2 separate regions of the Callithrix jacchus genome follow, and region 2 is linked to region 1. A link is a contact called in public Hi-C data. All regions are on one chromosome and are shown on one strand. The core of a region is the stretch at or near the end of the contact, and the rest is flanking DNA. Distances in the headings are between cores, read along the strand shown. Region 1 overlaps CHD2 (chromodomain helicase DNA binding protein 2). Region 2 holds the start of RGMA (repulsive guidance molecule BMP co-receptor a).

Evidence for each region. Hi-C and Micro-C count contacts between places; a contact is called where the count stands out from the background.
Region 2: a Hi-C map of skeletal muscle shows a contact between it and region 1, with 6 times the contacts expected there. The contact joins the promoter of RGMA here to the enhancer-like site in region 1. A contact is called at or near these places in 2 of 3 Hi-C or Micro-C datasets (both in skeletal muscle).

The regions. Positions count from the first base shown.
Region 1 is chr6:22,030,636-22,034,223 of calJac240_pri, forward strand. It overlaps CHD2 (chromodomain helicase DNA binding protein 2), which reads left to right. Exons shown (of 42, transcript XM_078326856.1): 37 at 1-628; 38 at 2,671-2,836. Among named protein-coding and RNA genes, the nearest start is that of RGMA, 64 kb to the right of the region's middle. Within about 2 kb of position 1,911, at least 10 of the 16 cell types and tissues checked have an H3K27ac peak or open chromatin away from gene starts, as enhancers often do. A contact at or near this core is called in skeletal muscle, where this site is marked.
Region 2 is chr6:22,094,451-22,098,038 of calJac240_pri, forward strand. RGMA (repulsive guidance molecule BMP co-receptor a) reads right to left here and starts at 1,884. Exons shown (of 4, transcript XM_078326859.1): 1 at 1,607-1,884.

The sequences.
Region 1 (3,588 bases), core at 661-3,160:
CGCTGGAGTGGGAGGCTTGGGGTTTCTAGTTCACATAGTTCTTGAGAAAGATGAAGAAAAGCTGAGGGCTCTTCGTGCCCATAAAGAAACAGCTCACAATCATGTTGTAACTCATGACTCAGCTGGAACAATTGGGGGAAACTTTAAGAACAAGTACTGCAATGATCAGCTTATTATGATTTACAATAGCAACAAGCCTTCGAAACTGCCAGCTGCCAAAACGCCTGCCTTTTACTGGAAGCGGCCGCCCAGATCCTCCCTCCTCCCTCCTCCCTGGTGGGGCCTCGAAGGCCTGACATCACGGTAAGCCCTCAACTAGTGCCAACAGAAAGGTCACTTACTGAAACCCAAGTCCCTACAGTTTGCCAGACCGGAGTCAGCTCCAGATTCCAACCTGTGGCTTTTAAAGGAGCAGGACGTGCTCTGACGTAAGGCTTCGCCTTAAGCCCCCTGCACCGGTCCTGTCTGTCATCTCTTCTGGGACCCATTTGGTCTCCCAGCCTACCTTGACTTCATTCTGATCAGTGAGGGGGGTGATGAGGAGAAGGAGGAGGCTCAGCTGGACTGAATGAAAGCTCCATCCTGCAGGAACCTGGGCCCTAATTGAGGAGCTCCCCCGCTGCTGCTGGTAGGACCCTCCCCCCGGCTCACCGTCTTGGGGATGTCCTGGTCAGTTCTACGGCCGTATGATGTAGTGGATGACGATGTCATCAGGCCCCCTGGTTTTGCCCTGAGCCTCCTGGTCTCTGGCTTTGTGTGGGAACATGGGCAAGTCCATGGCCTAAAGTCTTCTTACCTTGAAGATGGGCTGAACAATATCCACTTACGAGCATCACACATGACCTCTTAATTTCCTTAGTGACCTAAGAAGGAACTGTTGCTAAAACCCAGCGCCTGTTAACCACAGGTACCGTGGTGGCTTCAGGGCCTGGGGGGCTGTAAAGGGGCCTCTGGAGTCAGTGCACTGCCCCTACGTGGTCCCTCCCAGTGTTCAGTTGGATGATCACCTTGCATCTTCACTTGCAAATGAAGGAGGCAGCTTCTTGGGTTCATGTGGTTTTTAAGTGAGAGTGTGCAGTGGAAAAGGAGAAGGTCTGTAACTGTAAGGGCTAGCTGGCAGACAGCACTCAGTCATTGGCTGGGGAGTGGGTGGAGAGGGCTGAGTCAGAGGGCAGCTGGACAGGTTGAGGGAGGCCAAGGACAGAATTGCCAGGCCTGGAGGGCAAGCCCGACTCAGCATTGGGCCCAGTACTTCCAGTACTCAGTACCTCAGCATTGGGCTCGTACTCCAGAGCCTGTGTGACAAGAGAGCTACCTCGTGGAAAGCGGCAGCTTGCTCTGTGGGGAGACTAAGCCCCAGCAGGAAGGCCCAGCAGGTACTGGAACCGTCTGGAGGAGCTCACAGTCTCATGGGGGAGACATTGCTGGAAGCAGGCAGTTATGGGAGAGGACGTTTTCCTTGACCCAGGACTCACGACCCTCCTTTGGGCTAGCTCTGCTCCAGGAACTGGACCTGCACAGTGAACCAGGAGAATAAGACCCCTGTCCCCTTGGAGTTGATACTGTAGCTGGAGTGGGAGTGGGCAGGCCCTAGAGAAGCAAACAGAGGAGAAACATCACGAGTGCCAGGGAGAAAACAGTGAGATGGAGAGGGACGGGCTAGTCAAAATCCCTGATCTGAGCAAACTGCAACCTCTTCAGACGGCCGAGCCCTGGCGATCAGGATGGGTGGTAAGGAAGGCACGTGGGCCGGGGGGAGGGTGCCGGGCATGGCTGCACAGACTTGGATTTCAACCTTGGCTCCGTCCCTTCCCAGCTGGTGTTCTTGGGTGCCTTCTCTCCCTCTCTCCAAGTCTCAACTACAAACAGATACTAACAGCTCCTCACCAGGCTGGGCGGAGACAAGTGAGGTCCCCAAGATGTGCGCTGGGTGGGCCGGGCAGCTGTCATGATGTGAGGGTGGCACTGGGGCCCACACTGTGTTTTGGAATCAGCTCCCACTTTGAAGCCGAGACCGAGGGCCCCTGAGCAGATGTGGTTCTAGAACTGTCCTGCAGAGGGCAGCAGGTTTCCATAAAAATTGGCCTGCCGGGCACGCAACACCTAAACTCAACCCAGGGATGGTTCCGCGCCATCCCTGGCCCCAGTGGGCCCCTCCCCTTGGATCGCACAACAGAGCCCTCCACACCCCAGGAGATGTGAAGTCACATGAGATCTCCGCAGTAAGCGGGGCGGGGAGGAGAGAGGCAGAGGCTGCTGGGAGAGGCAACTCCACCACCCTCCCTGAGCAGGGGACAGGAGGGGATGGTGCTGCTGGCTCCGGCCCAGCCTCCATCCCTGCCTCCAGCTTTTGTGCAGGGATACACAGGGTTGGGCTCCTCAGTGCAGCCTCTCCTCCTTCCCACCTGCGAGGGGACTTGCGTAGGGACCGTTCTGAACCACAAGGACCCCCATCATCACCCGGCTGCTCTCGGTGACCTTCACCTTAATGTCCCAGCACCCTGGTTTGGGTCTGGGCCCTCTGTGACCTGCCCCTGCAGGCCACTCCAACCTTCTTCAGTCCCTTGACTGAACAAGCCCCAGCTGCTCTCTCGGCCTCAGGTGGAGGAGGTCAGCTCTGCCTCCCAGCTGCGGCCCCTTTCTCCCTCCTCCATCACCACCTTCCTGCAGAACACCTGGTCGTCTTCAAGAATCCATTCCGGCCATCTCTGGCTCTGCCGTTCTGCCTCCATTCCTGCTGGAGTCTTCCCTGTGCCTGCAGACAGCGTCAGAGCTCCGGGCGCACTCTGGGGGCCCCACCTGACCGAGACTCTAGCTCGGCCTCCTGCCTCCACAGGTACAGGGCCTGGGAATGTGCTTGGGGGTGATGGCAGTACGAGGTCCTCTAGGCTCATCCCTCGTTGTCCGTGGGTGCCCTGGTCCCTGGGTGAACAGTGACTTGGAGGCAGTTGCTGCGCTTGGTGCCCTCTCTTTTGGGGGCCAAAGGGGGTGCCACCTTCCCTGGGGGCTGAGAACACTGGAAGTTCAGCCAGACTTCAGGTCCCTGCTCCCCAGGCCTCCTAGACCAGGGGGGATATTGAAAGCAGATAGGAGCCAGGCCCCAGCTTAGAGCCGCTTTCTAAGACTCCCTGCTGGGCCTGACGTGAACCCTTTATCTGCTGGACTGTGGGAAGAGCCAGAGGACATTCAGGGAGCTGAGCTGGAGCGGTGATGGGGCTTCAGGGCACTGGGCAAGCAGTACCTTGGGGCGTTGTTACCATCCTGGTGTTATTTCAGTATTTGAGCATCTAGATGACTCAGGGGTCATGGCCCCAGCTGCCTCGAATCAGGCCCAGGCTCTGCGTACTGAGGAGAGGGAAGGAGCTGGGAAGGTCTGGGGGGTAGCAGCAGAGTTGGGGCGGAGCACCTCTCCCAGGAGGGACTCGAGGCCCAGTGTGGAGACCCAGGGCCGTCTCTGCAGACAGCCTGAGCATGGGCTCTAGAGGTAGCTCACCTTCAAATCAGGTAGCGTCCCTGGCTGCTGTGACCTGGCCCAGGTGGTTAACCTTACAGGTTAACAATTCTCTCTCAGCGTCTGCACTTGAAACC
Region 2 (3,588 bases), core at 634-3,133, 64 kb after region 1:
CCCCAACCTCGTGCAGGAGACTACCTAGAGAACACCCAACTTCGCAGCCTGAGAGGAATGCACAGCTCACCACGTCCGCTAGATGGCGCTACTTCCCCTACTCCGCCCGCGAGACACCAATTTAGAAAATCAATACCACCCAACGCCTCGCGAAACCACACCACAAAATAGCAGCTCACCGGTTCCCATTAAAATCTCAATTTGGGAGAACTGCTTCCACCTCCGAGAAAGTCTAATACAATTACTTTAATAAGACACAATCCCGAGTTGCCCCCCAGCGTCCCCCCGCCGGCTCTCCCCCAAATACACCTGTCCCCCTTGCCCCGGCTTGTACCCTGGGTTGAGCTGCCTCGAGAGCCGGCGCGGAGTGGTCGCCGTGTCCACCCGTCCACTTAGGAACGCCGGGGCCGCTTGACCATGGGCATCCTCAGCCCTCACCCCAGGAGCTGCACCTTCCCGTGCGCCCAGACCAGGGGCCGTCGGGACGGGAGCCCACGCTGTGCACTGCGCCGACGGCCGCGAGGGCAGGCGCTAGTCCTGCAGCTCAACAGTCGGGCGTCGGGCGGGAGGCGGGGGCCCGGGCGGCGCGGGCCAATGGGGGTTCACGGCGGGACAGCCGGGTGACCGGCTCGGTCTGGGGCTCCGCGGGGCCGAGAGGAGGGAGAGAGCTCCCAGCCCGCACACGGTGGAAAGGACGTGTGCCGGGTCTGCCCAACCACGCGCGCTGGCGGCTGCTCGGGGGAAGAGGATTTTAGGAAAAAAGAACAAACACCAAACCACAAAAACTTTCCTGCTGCCAAACGCTAAAGCGACCGAGGCGCAGCAAAGCTCCAAATGTGGGCAAGATGGGAGCGAGATGAGACGCGGGGCTGGGGAAGACCGAAGCAGCGCCGGGGCCCCGGCAAGTGCCGGCAGCGTCTCGGGGATGTCAGAGCCGGGGCCGCCCGGCTCCCGGCCCGCCCTTACCTTGGCGGCTGCATGAGACCCTGCGGCCCGCGGGGGGTGGCGCTGGCGGGGCTACGGGCGAAGAGGGGGTGCCGGGGCGCCGCTCGTCTACCCCGGGGCGAGGTGGAAGGGACTCGGCTGGCGCAGGTCCCCGCCGCCCCGGCCGGCTCAGCGGCGGCTCGGGGCGCGCCTCCTGCTCCCGGGCTGCATGCTGCGAGCGCGTGGAGGAGCCAGCCCGGGAGCAAACGGCCAGTGCGTTCTCGGCCCCGCGGCTCTGGCGGCGCGGCCAGCGCTCGGGAGGCAACTGCAGAGTGGGGCGTCCGGAGCCCGACCCCTCCCTTGCCCGGCCCCCGCCCGCCGCCAAGCGCGGCGTCGCGAGGTTCGTTAGCGCGCAGAGGGGAGGGGGCGGGCCGGGCGCCCAGGGCCGCGGGCGGGGGGCGCGCGCGGGCGGGGCCGGCGGGAGGGGCGGGGGGCGGGGGGCGGGCTCGGGTGGCTCCTCCCCGCTGCGGCCCCACCCTCCCGCGTCCGCACCGGCTGGGTGGGTGTGGACGGCCCCCGCCGCCCAGGCAGGACTCCTGAACGCTCGGGTGGGTTCGGGGGCGCTGGCGCCTCCAACTTCCCGACTCCCCCGCGCGGCTGCCGTGGAGCGCGCAGTGCCCACCTTCAGTTGGGCGGTGGTCCAGGGGAGTTCCGCTGAGCTTTCGGGAGAAGGCGGCTGCACCCGAGGCAAACGCTGTTGCGCTCCGCGGAGGCGCACCTTTGTTCTGTTGTTGTTGAAGAATCTTCAGCAAACTCCTACATATGTATTGCGTGCAATTTTACATAACTCAGGAGTGTCTAGAGTGAAAAGCAGACCGTACCGCACCCCCTCCCACGGCCGCGGCTCCCCAGAGGTCACCTTCGGGCGGCGTGTGCGCCGCCGCGGTTCTTCCCAGCTCTGCGCTTTTACATGCACACGCACAGACTGCAAGTGGAATCTCCTGGGCTTTTGAAAAGAATGTTTTCAACATTCAGTGCATGCACACAGTGGCGAAAACACATCCACGTCGGGAGCAGTAAATCCCCAGGGGCTCTGGGAGCCCAAGGACCCCTGCTGCGAGGCAGCCCAGAGCCACCCAGTCGCCATGTGTGCCTCTGAAACCCCAGCTGGAGCGTGAAGTCAGTCTGGTTACACAGCTCAGGCCCAAATTAGCACTGCACGGTTAGAGAGATTTACCAGTACATTCTAGACGGGTTATGACCTTCCCCTTCTTACAGAACAAACTGTCTTGAATTTTGATATGATGAGAACTCTGAATTTGCAAAATGAAAAGGTGTCGTCCACATTAAAGCACGATCGTTATTTATGCGTGTGGTCTTGAGAGATGTGGTTTTAGCTCAATATTCCCCATCTTATTTGTCAAGTGTGTTTGGATAATCTATAGCTGGGATATAAATAAAATTGAGTGATTGAGCAGGAAGGGATTGGGTATGGGTTTCTAGAATTAGCAAGTCATCTAGCTCTGCTGGGCCTCAGTTTCCCCATCTATGAATATTAGGAGGTGTGTGTGTGTCTTCCTGCCTTAACATTCTGTGTCCTGACATTTAGTGAATAACCAATTTATTCATCTTTCTTTTCTTTTCGAGACAGCCTCACTCTGTTGCCCAGGCTGGAGTGCAGTGGCGTAATCTTGGCTCACTGCAGCCTCCATCTCCCAGGTTCAAGCAATTCGCTGCCTCAGCCTCCCAAGTAGCTGGGATTATAGGCACCCACCACCATGCCTGGCTAATTTTTGTATTTTTAGTAGAGACAAGGTTTCACCATCTTGGCCAGGCTGGTCTTGAACTCCTGACCTCATGATCCACCTGCCTCGGCCTCCCAAAGTGCTGGGATTACAGGTGTGAGCCACCACGCCCGGCCCATCTTCATCTTTCATAGCTCAGCTCCAACATCTTCCCCACCCTCTAGGGAGTCCTCACATCCATGCCTTTCCTTCCTAACAATGAGGTCACTGTAATTATGTGCTCATTAGAATGACCTTTCACTTCATGGTGGCCTCTCCCACCATACTATAAGCACCGTGAGGGCAGGAACCAGGACTCCTTGGGGTCAGCATTGCATTCCTAGCTCTTAGTATGGTGCCTGGCACACTACCAGAATCTCTGAAGTACTGTCACCCAGATCATAGATTTCTTACTGTTCTTCCAGATTGCCTAGCCCTTTTAACGTGTCTGTTAAGTGGAAACGTGTCTTTTTAAAATGAGGCCTTTGGAAAGTACCCAGCAGGGTTTTCCCATGGTGGGGGACAAACCATCCACTGTCTAGATAAGGACAGACAATTCTCAGCTCAACCACTGGGCTGTGGCGGCAGCTGGTAACTATTTACCTTGATGAGTGCAGGCGCCCATGGAGAAGACAACGAATATTAATGCTACTCATTAAGTACTTGATTAAGTTGGAACTCTGCATAGGCAGTTGGAATGCACACGGAGCTCTCAGATTTAAACGAAGCCACGAGGTGTGTTTAGGGTGCAAATTAACAAACTGACATGCTTTCAACCAACGATCTAGAAACATTCCTCATATGAAACTCCAGGGTATCCTTGTCTTTATTGCAAAGAGCCTGGATTCCTTACTATGAACAGGAAACTGGCTAAGCTAGG